Regions from separate parts of the Hordeum vulgare genome. Here region 2 is linked to region 1. The links are chromatin contacts, called in public Hi-C maps. All regions are on one chromosome and are shown on one strand. Each heading gives the region's core, a stretch centred on a gene start, on an enhancer-like site or on the middle of the called end of the contact. The rest is flanking DNA. Distances are from core to core; before and after follow the strand shown.

What was found. A called contact is a pair of places that touch in the nucleus more often than the background predicts.
Region 2: a contact with region 1 is called in a Hi-C map of leaf, with 2.9 times the contacts expected there. The contact joins the promoter of LOC123447761 here to the promoter of LOC123447756 in region 1. A contact is called at or near these places in 2 of 6 Hi-C or Micro-C datasets (both in leaf) and 1 of 1 datasets of contacts at active chromatin or transcription factors (embryo).

The regions. Positions count from the first base shown.
Region 1 is chr4H:36,735,709-36,743,174 of MorexV3_pseudomolecules_assembly, forward strand. LOC123447756 reads right to left here and starts at 5,572. Exons shown (of 3, transcript XM_045124409.1): 1 at 4,930-5,572; 2 at 4,146-4,251; 3 at 2,931-3,475. The coding sequence starts at 4,205. The coding sequence ends at 3,032. LOC123447757 (a long non-coding RNA gene) reads left to right here and starts at 2,184. Exons shown (of 3, transcript XR_006631533.1): 1 at 2,184-2,410; 2 at 2,646-2,706; 3 at 4,676-4,923.
Region 2 is chr4H:37,258,633-37,265,635 of MorexV3_pseudomolecules_assembly, forward strand. LOC123447761 (exosome complex component RRP43) reads left to right here and starts at 1,992. Exons shown (of 7, transcript XM_045124414.1): 1 at 1,992-2,330; 2 at 2,435-2,504; 3 at 2,598-2,703; 4 at 3,276-3,342; 5 at 3,923-3,998; 6 at 4,856-5,145; 7 at 5,372-5,685. The coding sequence starts at 2,112. The coding sequence ends at 5,464. It overlaps LOC123447760 (probable pre-mRNA-splicing factor ATP-dependent RNA helicase DEAH4), which reads left to right. Exons shown (of 16, transcript XM_045124413.1): 16 at 1-398. The coding sequence ends at 66. LOC123447763 (dolichol-phosphate mannose synthase subunit 2) reads right to left here. Exons shown (of 3, transcript XM_045124415.1): 2 at 6,547-6,695; 3 at 6,054-6,454. The coding sequence starts at 6,636. The coding sequence ends at 6,296.

The sequences.
Region 1 (7,466 bases), core at 4,322-6,821:
TTGGATAAAAAAAATCGTGAAATAAGAAATATTCATGGACTTTAAAAAGCATTCACAAACTTCAAAACAATGACAAATTTAGTCAAACAACATCAACTTTAAAAAACTTCATAAATTTTAGAATAAATTATCGAATTTGAGAACAGTTCATCAATTTTGAAGAAAGTTCACCAAATTTGAAAAAAAGTTCATCGGATTTTTAAAAAGTTCATCATTTTTTTTATAAAATAATTGAAATTCAAAAAGTTCTTCAAATTTGAACAAAAACAATTCATGGATTTCAAAAAAAGTTCACGAATTTAGAATATGTTCACAGATTTTAAAAAATCACCGATTTTTTAAAAAAGTTCATCATTTAACAAAAATCACAAATTTTAAATTAACAGAAAAAGTTTTTAAAAGTTAATAGATTTTAAAAAAGTTCATTGGATCTAAAATAGTTCATAAAATTTGAAAAAAGGTTCATCAAATTTGAAAAAAGTTCATCGAACCTGAAAAATATTCAAAGGAATAAAAAAACTGATTTAGAAAAAATGTTTATCCAATTTGAAAATAGTTCATTAAGTTTTAAAAAAGTTCACCAGATTTTAAAAAAAGTTCATTGAATTTGAAAAAATGATCATGTATTTTAGAAAGAGTAATCAATGAATTTGAAAAAAGTTCATCAAATTATTAAAAATAGTTTAGCAATTTTGGAAAAGCTTCATCGAATTAGAAAGAAGTTCATGAAATTAAAAAAAAACTCCATCCAATTTAAATATATTCATCAATTTAAACAAAAGTTTGTTGGATTTGAAAAAGTTTATCAAATTTGAAAAAAACCCTCGGATTATAAAAATAGTTTAGCCATTTTGAGAAAATTTCACCAAACTTGGAAAAAGTTCATCAAATTAGAAAAAACTCCATCCAATATGGAAAAAGTTCATCGGTTTTGAAAATAGTTTATGATACTTTTTATAAAAGCGCAAAAATGGAGAACAATCAATCTGAAAAAAGAAAAAAATTATGTACCGGAAATGACCACGAACAGGAAAAAAAATGGAGGATTCCCGTGATAGAGGAGAAAAAAAAGATAAAACAAGTTTTAAATCACTAGTTGATCGATCGCATAGTGGTTACCATTGTTCGAGTTTATAGAACGATCGAGTCCTTCAGACACGTTTTTGAACATTTTTACCGAATATATAGACATACATGGGCCGGCCCAGATGTCTGGTGGAGGGGTTGCGCTGGAGGCACCCGTTCGTAAACGGGCGCATATGCGTCAAATAGGATTTTTCTGAAATTACTAATTAAGGAGTATATCTTTCATAGATCATTTTCACCTCTCTTCGGGTTGCGACAAGCGACAAGTGACACATTGTATGCGTGTCACTTGCCGCAACCTGAGAGTTTTTCCTTTTTTCGTTGATTCGTATTTTCAAAATGTTTTATCTTCTAAACCATGCGTCCAAATCTCGAACCGATTTCACCGTTGGATTTCTCACGTTGAAATATTTAAAATTAGATCCCATGTTGATATGTTTTAATAACTTTTTTCATGAAAAAACCAGACAAAAAACCGCGTCTCTCGTGATAGGAAATAAAAACAGAAAACACGTTTTTTGAGCTTTTTCCTTTCCGTGGCTCTCACGAAAGTAAAACTATGCCTCTCGCGGAAAAAACGTGTTTTCCCCTTTTGGAGAGGCACGGGCGTGGCTCTCTGAAAGGCAAAGTTGTGGCTCTCGCGAAAGCAAAATCGTACCTCTCGCAAAAAAACAAAAAACACGTTTTTTTCTCTTTTCGAGAGGCACGGCTGTGGCTCTCGCAAAGGCAAAACCGTGCCTTTCGCGGAAGCAAAAACTGTGTCTCTCGCAAAAAAAACACCCCACATAAAACGCGTTTTTCTTTGTTTTCAGAACACACGACCGTGTCTTTTGTAAAAGGCAAAACCGTACCTCCCACGAAAATATAACCGTGTTTCTCACGAAAAAAACAGAAAACGTATAAAATTTTTAAAACTTTTTTTTGTTAAAAAGAAAAAAGAAAGGCTGGTGAAAAATCGAAACACCAGAAAAAGCAAAAAAAAAACACGTGCAAAAAAAGAAAAAACGAAATTAAAATAAAACGCTCACGTACGACACGTGACGCCGGCTAAGAACACATCAAATAAGGGCGCGTGGGAATGCTCGTTAGGACCGAAGGAGCCCTATGCTCTCGGATTTCCGAGTTCCAGTTATTTCGGCTGAGCGAGCAGAGCGGGAACAGTCCACTACACAATTTGGGCCGAATCCACGGGGCCCTGCTCCGGGTCAAACTCGATGGGAAGAGCAGTCCTCCGCCCCATCTGGCGAGCCCCGCCGCCGTCGACGCGTTCCAGTTTCACACCTTCTCTAGCCACGCCGCTGACTGCTGCCGCCAGACAGCAACGGTGAGCTCTCCTTCCATCCATCCATCCATCTTTTTTCTTTCGCGTATTGTGTTGTCTGTTCTTGGGTTCTGCTGCTGCTGCCGAGGGATAATGTGATTGATGCAGCTGCGCGACTGTGTTGACTGCGTAGGTAATTTATCACTGGGCGGATTTATTTGCCAAACTCCCTCACCGCTGTAGCCTTGCAATTGATCCCCCGTTGATTTAGCTTCACTGTATCTTGTTCTTACTGTAGTTGCTATTGCTGCAAGTTGGATCACGGGTTGGTTGAGCAAACGCCTACAAATATTCATGGGGTAATTCACACAATCCAAATCTCTGTTGTGTTATAGCTTCATTCATTCCGTAAAAGTCCAGTGATTTGTTTTTTTTGCATACGAACATTTCGGCATGCTTATCTTGCTTATGAACGTGGCTGAAATTCTGAATCAAATGTGTTCTTGGTTCAGAGGTTTTGCTAAACAACTAAATTAAACGTACATACATGCCTCCGAAAGATGGAGGCTGTTACGCGGTCATCTCGTGTCTATTGCAAATTGTTGAAGCAAATTAGCTCTATGATGTGACAACATCTCTTCTTCATTCTCTGAAATCTACGACACCAAATCCTAGCTAAAGCGGTCACCGTGCCACCCTCAGGATCGCAGGCTGGTGCAGCCAAGGAGGAGACTGATTCGTCTCATCGGCAACGGTAAACCTCCAGCTCTCAGTCTGAAACCTCACCGCCCTTGCGTCAAACTCCTTGAACTGAGCCAGATCGGATTCGGTCGATGTTGATGACACCGCCATCCCGGAGTCTGAGTTTGAAGACTTGCCGACTTGCTTTCCCTTGTGGCTTCTGCTGCTCCCGGTTGCCAGAGTGAGCTCAAGGTCGCATTTTTCTGCAGCAGAGGCAGGGGTGCAGTTGTTTGAGAAGCTATAGAGTTGCTGACGGTTGGCGGCTTTGTCGTCCCGCCAGATCTCGAGCTTAGGTTTCGTCTCAGCGTGAGCCTGGTTCTTCCCAGCTATCTGCGTCTCCCTCATCAGCTGTTTCTGAACATGGTAAACTCGGTGCATCTCATGAACCTGGTTCAGCAAAGATGTGCAGATTTGGTCAGAAGCTTTTTCACCTATATTGAAGTGCACAACTAATGCAGTACTGCTTCCTAGAAACTAGTTGTAATGTCTCAACTACTTGCTTGTACTCTATTTCCTCACACCTATCACTACTCTTACCTCCATCAACTGGATATAAAATAGGACGCAGAGAGGGCATGGTGCAACCTACCATTACTTAGGAAGTCACACTCACAATCTGTGCAAAGACTTTCCCTTGTTTGCAAGGTAGGAGACACCAAACTGCATGCTACAGAGGCTGGTTTGAACTATACTTTGGGAATGAGAGACATCAGGATATAGCCTCTTTCAGACTAGTGAGCTCAGTGGGCTACATATATAGTTTTAACCTATGTCCAACCTGTCAGGACCATATTGGATGGGAAGACGCCTATTACTTTTAAAACATGGGTATGCTCACATTTGTTGATGCATTGGAGAAATTGACTTATGTGTTAAGGCGTTGCATGTTCTGGTTAATTCCCCGACTATGGAGAGCTGCATACACACTCACGAAATTGCCCAGGGAAAAGTTGGTGATGATGCCTGATCCTTGGCTGTACTCTGAAGGTGTGTGCCATATTCTACTGGAAGATGCACACATAGTTAGAACAGTGCTTACACGAGTGTGTTGCCTTACCTGTTGTCTGAATGTTTGTTCTTGCCTCAGGATAACCATCTTCATCTCCTCTCTGTCCATCTCTTGGAAAATGCTAGTTGCAAGTCTTTGTGTGACTACCTCCAATCTGCTTCATGGGAATATCACAATGAGTACCGCATGCAATTTCTGGCGTAAATGGCAATAATATGATCTATGTTCAGCGCTGAACTATTTCTTGGTAGTGCCTTGTTCCATGAATCGGTAGCTTTCATCACAACCTATGTACTTATGTCCTTCAGGAAGAAAAGAAAAACGCCTGAATTTCATTTTTGCGAAGAAACCAATTTTCATTATTTTTTTTCCGGTTGAACTTATAGCTTACACCCTAGTACAAACGGTCAAATCTTATAGTCCCTCCGATCCATATTAGTTGTCGTAGTTTTAGTACAAAGTTGTACCAAAGCCGCCACAAGTAGTATGGATAGGAGGGAGTAGTATTTCTCTAACTAAGTGAACTGCATTCTGTTACGCTTCTGGCAACAACCGTAACACTGCTCTTTCTTTGACAGGGTAGCAAAATGGTGGAGCTACGAGGGAGACGGAGAAAGAAGTAGCTGGCAAATTCCCTTTCAGACCAGCGCATGCCACTAGGCCTTCCGACAAAATTCATCGCAAGATACAGAATATCACAAGGCTAGAGCACTTGAGAAAAACACAAGGATCTGCGTACTCTGAGCTCTGAAGCACGCCACACATGTTCCATGGAAGAAGAAGAAGAAGAAACAAGACAAGGAAGAAGAGATCAGATGAAGGCTGTGCCCACCTCTGTCTTGGTTTCCAGCCGCTGAATTCCGCTCCCAAAGAAGGTACTCCCTCTGCCTCTCCGAGAGAAGCTTTCCTCTCTTACAGTTACAGTTTGTTTACCAGGCCAGAGCTTTGCTTGTGCTGAGATGCAAGCAAGCAAGCAAGGAGCAAGCAGGTCGGCGTGTATGGTAGATATAGATATGTCGTGAGGTGAGGCACCAAGTCGAGAGGGAGGTGATGAAGGAGATACAAGATTCTCTCCGGGCTGCCATGAGCTTCACAGCGCAGCAACTGGTGGGGCCTTTTGTAGGCATGCCGAACGAATCCAAGTCACTTTGGCCAATGAGGTTCCATTCCATGTATCCTGATGTGTGAAAGATGCTTCTCCGTCCAGTGCCAAGGAAAAGGATAGGCATGATGAGATAAGAAGCTCCAGCTCCGGCTGGGTAGTATTATATTTTTGGACAACCTCTAAACTCAAATGCCTATGTGTCCCCTGGTCTCTCTACACACCCGAAACGCCTTGGTTTTAATAATAATGTTATCTATACACATGCACTTGGATTGCCTGCTAGGGGTTGCAGATTTTCTTGTAATATCAATTTGGGTTTTCATGTAATGGTATCATTAAGGTTTCATCCAAGACAATATTTCTAGCAAAGGCCGGGTGTTTGCTTTGTGTTTGTATCCACTTGATCCTTCAATAAAATCCATCTTTATCGAAAAATGAGAATATTTCTAGCAATCGTCATAAATCATACCGGTACACTACCAAATATGTTGAGGGTGTGTGCTTTGTTTTTTCTTTTAGAAAGGAGGATAACCTTTGATGTACTTACAGGGGTGCCGTAGCGCACTAGAGTTCTCAATCATTTTTGTGGATCAATCGCTCCCAAGAATCATTGAGCAGACAAGTCGACATGCAGTGTGTTTAGATCTCTTGTATTCACATGCGCACCGGATTACTACTATCAACTCCAGTTGTCCAGATCCTAAACATATTATAGTTTGCTTATGTTAGTGCCATCCCAAGTCAAACTATCAGCCTCGCATGGGAAATAAAGCTACTGGACGATGGCGACAGCTCATGCAATTAATTTATATTTGGTGTAGAACATGTCATGCTTTTTCCCGGGATAATTAAGTTTATGACTTGTACATCAGTACATTATTTGGCTTCAATGATATTATTAGAGCATCTACAACCGAAAGCCCTATACCCGTCCCAAATGCTCAGGCAGGCTACGCGGTCACTGTCCGATCGCAAAATTGCCACCCAACCGGACGCCCCAAACTTAGCCCAAACACTCGGTTTGACTGGCAACCCTCATATTGTGTTTGGACACGCCTACCACGTCTGCTGTCAAGCAAAGAGCATGCGACGGCACGGTCCGATGTTGACAAGTAGCCAGCTACGGCCAGTCGGTCCAGTTCGGCCTGGTCCATGGTGGAGGGCTTCTACTTGCCCTTGGTCAAGGAAGGAGCTTTGGGCTCCGCCACGGGTTTGTTCTCGGCGACTATTGCTTTCCCTCCCTTGTGTTGCTTCCCGTCTCCGCCCTTGGTGTCAGAGGTGGCTACATGCTAAAAGTGTTGTCTTTAGGCGAGGTACTTAGGAGGAGGCAAGAGCTCTAGACGCAAGGAGGAAGATGGCCGGGGGAATGGAAGCTTAAAAAAATCCCCAGCTCTCTCCTCTCTTTTTATAAGCAGGGTAGAAATGGAATGACGGCAGGATAATATTGCCATGTGGCATTAAATCATCTTCCTTCCCCATATTTATGGGTTAATTACGCACGGGGATCGAAGAGGCAACCGACTAATTGTTAGGCATTTTGATGCACATGATCCCACTTGATGGGACGTAACCTTGGTTGGGCCCAAACCACGTTGGCGTGTCACATTGTCCATCAGGGGCAAGGACGCCACGTGGTTGGGTGGATCCACGGATAAGATCTGTTTGTGTTGTCAGAGCTAACAAGACGACCATCAGCCCGGGAGCGTGGGAATATTGCGCCCACATGCCAGTTGTGCGGGAATATTTCTGAGGTGTAGCCCGATCGAATTTGTGTGATATTCATCAGAACGAGTGCACGCTGAATGTCTCAGATACAACTTGTTGCCTACACCTCGGATGAGGGGGGTGTGCTTTCGTTGAACCAGTTTCAAGACCAGCTAGCTTTGAACCAGTTTCAAGACCAGCTTTGAAGACGAGGAACAACTTAGATGAGCCGAGGTGTGGCCGGACTTGAAGACTGGTTAAGGGGCTACTGATAGTGTCCTGGCTAGGGAGCCTCTCACCATGACGATTCTCGGTCTGGTGGGCCGGGCTGAGGACTGTCATGGCGATTGCGTCATGAACCACTTCGAGCATCTCATGACGATTATAAGGAATACCCCGAAGACTTGATGTATACTCCAGGACGACGTGTCTGTGAAGAACTCTGCATCCTCATACGTAGCCGACTAAGATCCATGTAAACTCTAGGAACCTCTGTGCCTATACAAACCGAGGGGACATGCTTGTAGAATACACATTACAATCTCTTGATAGATACCTTA
Region 2 (7,003 bases), core at 742-3,241, 520 kb after region 1:
TCTGATGTGGATAGTAAAATCCAGGCGGCCCGAGAGCGCTACCTTGCACGAAAAGGCAAGAAGTGACATATTAGTGATCTTCCAGTAGTATAATTATTTTGAAGAGAGCAAAGCATGCATAGAGCACATGAACATGAGAAGAGTAAACACATTTGGAACTGAGCTCGTAGTCTGATGTATACTAACCAATGCCACGGAACAACCTAAGATCTTCCCTGTCCAATGCCTTGTGGTGGGTTCCGTAATGTAGCTTGCTCAGTTTGCCCTTAGATATATGGGGCTTAAAGCCCCCAAATTACCTCCGGTTATTCCAGATGTTTATAAAGCTGATGTGGGCTATTTTTATGGACCCCAATAGCGAGCAATAGCCAGCGAATGTTTGCTGGGGAGGATGGCAATTGTGAATGTTTTCCATGGAAAGTTTAGTTGTATTGGGGTGGCAATTTCTGGAAAGAAGAAAACAAAAATTGCAGCCAAAAAGGGCAAGATTCGCCATCTCCTATGGCATAAAGTTGCCATAAAAAACGTCGGCTTGCTATCCCCATCCCAGCAAACGCTGGCTAGTCATCATTTTAGGCTTGAGAAAGCTCGAACGGAAAATCTCAAGTCCGAGTCTGACCTGGCCCAGCCAAAAAATAAACATCCGGCCCTAATGGAATAATAAGATCAATTTCGGGTTGGGCCTCAGTGTAAAATGACAATTTTTCAAGCTTGAGTCCATCCCAAAATACAAACCGGGCCTAGTTTTCAATCCTGAGCCCAGCCGAACACAAAGCACGGTCCGGCTTGGCCTGGGTTTTTCGGTCCGGGCTGCGCATGTCTGGGTGTAGTTCAATCCCCTGATTCTGTAGATACTAGACCGATCCTTTTAAAAGATCAGCCGTGAGCCGTCAAATTTTTCGTGTCTGACAAATAGAGTGTGCCTCACAATTGCAACGCAGATTGTTGCATAATTAATTTTTTTTTTGCAACATAGTAGAATTATTTCTGTAACATATGCCTTGTTGCAAACTTTTTTAAGCAACCATTTTGCTGATTTTTTTAAGGAAAAGATTACATCCCACCGGCTGATCCGGTTGATCCATCCGTCGCCCGCTCGTTCATTAGATCTCGCCTCAATCACGAACCAGATTTTGAAACTGGTTCGTTGTTTCAGAAACTGGAGCGTTGTTTCACGAACGGGGGCTGAAGCTGGAGCATTCCAGGTTCCTCTGCTACCGGGGACGAGCCTGTCGGAGTCCGGCGAACCGCCGCCGCCGTCGGTCCTCGCCAGCTCGCCGGATCCCCACCTCGCTGACGAGATCCAGCCCCTCGCCGGATCCCCACCTCGCCGGATCGCCGGATCCCCACCTTGTGCGACGAACGAGGAGGTGTGCGGCGCGAACGCCGGCGAGTCCCGCCGTCGGGGAGCTTCTCTGCCTCGCTGGAGATGCGTCCCTGCTCGCGCGCCCGACTCTCCGTTGAGCATGGATCCCGGCTGCAACGTGACTTTCGTTGTAAAAATTCCTGAAACTCGAGCGTTGTTGCAAAAAATTCTTCTGTAAAAATACTATGTTACAGAAAGACGAAAAAAAAAATCTGCAACAAGCAATTTGTTTCTGAAACTCGACCGTTGTTTCAGGAATTAACGGATCCAAAGTTTATTTCTTGCAACAAAGCGAAAGTTTCCACAACTCGAGCGTCGTTTCAGGAAATAACTACTGACCATGCGGCGGGAATGCAGGGCGTTAGATTGGCATCCGACGACTAGCTAGGTGACGGATAATTTTTAAAAATCATCTAGCGAACGTGTACCGTTCCCCATTTTTTTGCAACAGTTACATAACCTAGTTTAAGTCATAAGTAACAGCCTTTTTTTTGAACTTTCATAATTAACAGCCTTATATTTATCTTTTGTAAGAGTAAATTTTCGTGAATGTATTTTTATTTTATTTGAAAAACTTCGAAATGCAGCTTTCTTAAACAGCTCATTTGACCACGCGAAGCAGCCGGCGCTGATTAGCTACAGGGAGGCCGGGCGGCATAAACCCTAGGAACCCCGCGGCTCTTCCCTCCCTCCCTCTCTCTCTCTCCCTCCCGACAGAGCACGGCGCGACCCGCCGACCGTGGGAATGGCCGCGGAGACCGACGCGACGGCGCCCGGCGGGCTCGCGGGGGAGATGGAGGTCGAGGCGTACCGCCGCCTCTTCCCCCTCGCGTTCCTCGAGCGCCACCTCCGCGAGTCCGTCCGGCCCGACGCCCGACGCCTCGCCGAAGCCCGCCCCACCACCGTCGCGCTCGGCGCCGTCTCCTCCGCGCACGGGTCCGCCCTCGTCCGCCTCGGCGACACCGTAAGCTCCCCCTTTCGACCCCACGACCTTTTATCCGGCTCCCATTGCCGTATTGGCTGGCGTTGCGCCCCACCTGTTTGACGAAATGCCTTCCGTTGCCCCAGGCCATGCTCGCGTCGATCAAGCTCGAGGTGATGTCGCCCCCCGCCGAGACCCCGGACCAAGGATCAGTTGGTTCGTGTGGCCTTGCTCTTCCTTTAGCTGCTGCTGCTGCTGCCGGTGCTCTAGTTCTCAACGGTTTGGCTAACTTCACTGTTGTTTCCACAGCTGTGGAGTTCCACATGCCGCCTATCTGCTCCCCGCTTGTAAGACCAGGACGGCCAGCGGAGGCTGCGCCGGTTATCTCCAAGGCCCTGGAGGACGTCCTCATGAGGTTTTTGTTGTGGCTTGCCATTTCTTGTCTATCTTCGCCTCGCTGACACAAGGGATGGATGTATTACTGTATTCTGCTTTCAGCAAATCGTTATGGTGTAGTTTTAGATAGTGGGATATGATTACTTCTGTTGGTTCGTTCTTCCACAGCAAATAAGTACTGTATGTCGCACCTACAAGAGCACTGTTTGAAATCTATTCATTTGATTCTCTTTTCCTTTAGCCTGCTGATCACTTGAAGTCCGACATATGATTGTTGATGTAAATGGGTCGTTTCAAATATATTTTCCACAAATTGTTTCTGTGAATTGAAATCTCAGGGGTGTGATTTTACATTTCTTTCGCCGCATAAAATTCCGGTGATTATTTGATTGTTTCAAATGCAAGTTATAGGATAGGCATTAGTGTGCTTGCTGCTCAGGGATGCAGGTGATTTTTTTTCTGTCCCAGATTGGAGATGTAAGTTCGGTGATTTACATGATTACACAAATTTTCTACCTATCGTGCTCTAACACTTCTCTTTTCTCATATATGGCATACACTGAAATTACTTTATTGTATCCTCTTTTGTAGCTCTGGGATGCTAAATTTGAAGGAGCTCTGTTTGATCAGTGGGAAGGCTTCGTGGGTAGCATACTTGGTAATACACCTTCGATTTTGACATTGTGAGCTCGTCAGTGTTCATTGAACCAAAACATTTCCCTGACCAACCATCTTCAGAAGTCACTAGGACAAAATTCATGTGATATTGTTAAGTCGAATAAGATTTGGAAGGCCTCCACCCCTGAATTTCACTGAGGATCGACACTAACATTAGCGCTCCTCAATGGAGTATGATCAGCTTAGCGTAGCAACAAACAAGATAAATAAAACACAGCAGAAATTAAAGAAAATAAGAGCGTATGCATGATAACTCTGTTGTCTTTTTCTATTTCTTACTATGCTGATGTAGTTAGGATTTAATATAGTTCTGATGTTGGTGGTTAATTTGAGCTCCTACCTCTACTTAACAAGAGTTGCTTGTGTAATGTGGTGTTCATGCCTCGTGTATGGTAGCACCAGATATGTTGTTTCTCTAGATTGCTGCACTGGGCAAGCATGTGGCGTGCTTGTACATTGTACAAACCCAATGACGAGACATAAGTTTGAGATACCCGTTCGTAATAAGTATGCCAAATAGATATGTGCTCCGTTTATTTCTTGACACCTCAATTTTACAGGATGTCTATTGTTTGAATGCTGATGGATCTCTTTTCGATGCTGCATTGATTTCAGTGGTGGCTGCATTTACACATTGTAAGTTCAATTTGTTCTCTCTCTTAGTTAATTTGATATCCTTCCACTATTCAGTTGACCTATAATTGGAAACTATACTATTGGTTTTCTGCTGGTGGTTACTCAATAAAGTATGAACTGTTAGTGATTCAATCTTGTCTTTCTACTTTTTTTTATATTTCAAGCGCCTCATGGAGTTAACTGAGAAAATTTGTATGCACCTTCACATTTTAACCAGACCTGACCATAGTATTGTCAATTTTTGTACTTTGTATGGGTTGATTTTTGAGTTATGAAGTTTATATAACCTTTTGAAATTCCGAACAACGAGAACCATATAAAATACGGTAGCTTAAACCATATTGTGTGAGTCCCAAGTTTTGTTTCTAACTCGAGTAAGGTACAATGGCATGACTCATGATTGACTTGATTTTTTCAACCAAACTGACACTGTAACACGGAATACTTTGATGGTTTATGCATGGAACTTTTGGAATGAATCTGAATGATCTCTCAACTTGATTTTCTTTACCTTGATAGTTCAGGTTTGAATAGAGAATCTGTGTATATTACTGTAAGTGGTATGTACTGCATTAAGCTTGTGCCAGGTTCTCAATATGAGAATACATTTCATTTGTTGAGAGCACTGGCCTAAAGCTGTTCACACACTTATTCTGTGATAAACCTGGCAGAGGAAACGATGCTGTTACTTGGTTACTTTCTTACAAGGGACTTTTTGTATCCTGCTTGATTCTGCTTGTTTTGTCCTGTAGTTGAACATTTGTGTGACTTGGCACTAGCAGTATCTCCATGTCTCCTTTTCATGAGCGACTCTGAACACTCTAGTTTCCATTATTAATACTATGCTGCTTTCACAGTGGAAATTCCTCTGGTATCTGTTGGTGACGATGGTAGGGTGTTTACTGTTGGAGGCAATGAAGGCAAAACCAAATATGAATTGGTAAACAGAGAAAAAAGGAAGCTTACTCTTGGTGACATTCCATTTCCTCTCACATGTGCACTCCACAAGGATAGTATTCTAGCGGACCCAACTGCTGAAGAAGAATCGATAATAGAGACCTCTGTGACAGTTGTTCTAGATTCTTCCGGCCGCTTAGCGTCAATACAAAAACCTGGAGGTGGAGTGACGTCCATGGCAGCTATTAAGGTTAGATTTCCGATCCCTTTCCCCATATATACATAACAATGGAAATATGGTTTATTTCCAGATGTCTTAGTAATTTAGTATGCATCCAAGACAACTATTTTAGCTAATTGATGTTCATTTTATTGTATCACGCTACCTTGATATATCCATGGTCGTGGATGGCATATTTTCACCATTGGTTTGTGGTGGATGTAGTGGAAGAGCCAATGACCTTTTCTTTGTGCAGGCGTGCATTGGCTTGGCGAAAGAAAGAGGACAAAAGTTGAAGGAAATACTCACGGACTCCATTGAAGCAATGGAAGTCGACCAAGCTGAATAAGTCGGTGCAAATAGTGCTAATTCAGTGGTTGTACTGCCACTGGTAGTGACATAGAAATTTTGTTGCTTTTAACTGTGGGATTATTTTTCTAGTGACGAATGCAAGATGTAACAATCCGTACCCTGCATATGACTCGACGATATTAGCCGCATTATTTTTCCGAGTTTGTTTCCTGATTTTTCTGGTAGCTATTTTACAGAGTTTAAACTTCATTTCTGGTATTTATTTGTGTGCACCCATTGTTCAGAGGTGGTTACCTTTGGTTTTGTGTTTTTCATTTTGATTTATTGGTAGTCTAATTTTGTTATCTTGAGGATTGTCAATCTCCTTCATTTTGGTTGTAGAGCTCCCGATGCTTCAGAAATACTCCCTCTGTTTCAAACGCTTGCATTTTGACATGGAGGGAGTATTTATTTTTCATGCGTCTTTTTTTTTCATTGAATTTTCCCGTGTCATTTGTGAATAACTATATAAATACAATTATTCCCTCCATTACCCGTCATGGTTCTACTGCTGCGCAAATTTGACTATTCAGCTTTGAGACGTTAGAGAGAACTACACAGAAGCATGATACATGTTGAGCGCCAACTAAATGTAACAATACTTGATATTTGACCAATGTTTATTCTTGGAATGTTATACACCTTGCGATCAATAACTACCAAGAACATGCAAATGCCAGTTAGATCTAATTGAAGACATAAGTGCAATGAGAAATCCTTAGATCACAAGTGAAGGCGATTCAATGAAATACGATCATCCACAAAACCTGTCTACTATCCATAAGGAAACCAGAAATTCTACTGGAAGAGTGGGGGGTCGCGAAATCCATCAAGCAGCCTTCTTCTTTTTCTTTGACTTCAGCATGACAAGACCGATGAATATACTTAGGAATGAAAGTAGCACGACGCCGGCAAACACAGGGATGAAGATTGCGTATTCTTGAGGTAGAAAGTATTGGTGGACAAAATGATCATCGTCAACAAATGGCTGGGTGGGAAAACAGAAACAAAATCACCATCGATACATTAATGCAGAAACATATATAGAAATGAAGCATGTAATGCCCATAAGTTACTAACCAAGATTATGACCCAGAAAGTGTAGTAGGTAAAAATGGATAAACTCGTCATGGTCAACACAAGACCGACTGCTTTGTCACCCATTTCCATTTCTTCAGAAGTTATAGGAACCTAGTCTTGGTTTGAGATTAAAAAAAAAACTGGGTTTCCTGTACAGGTAAATGCAAACACGGTGAGTATCCAAATAACTTCACATGGTAAGGTTCATAAAATGAAGTGCCATGATAGTGACATCAAAATAAATAAATACTCCCTCTATAAAGAAATATAAGAGCATTTGGATCACTAAAGTAGTGATCTAAACGCTCTTACATTTCTTTACGGAGTAAAGTACTTATATTTCTTTACGGAGGGAATACACAATAATACCAAAAGTCCTGATGTACTTGGAGGTGCAACATGGTAACGTAATAAACCTGAGGAACCACTCCACCGCTAAAGCAACAAACTACAGTAG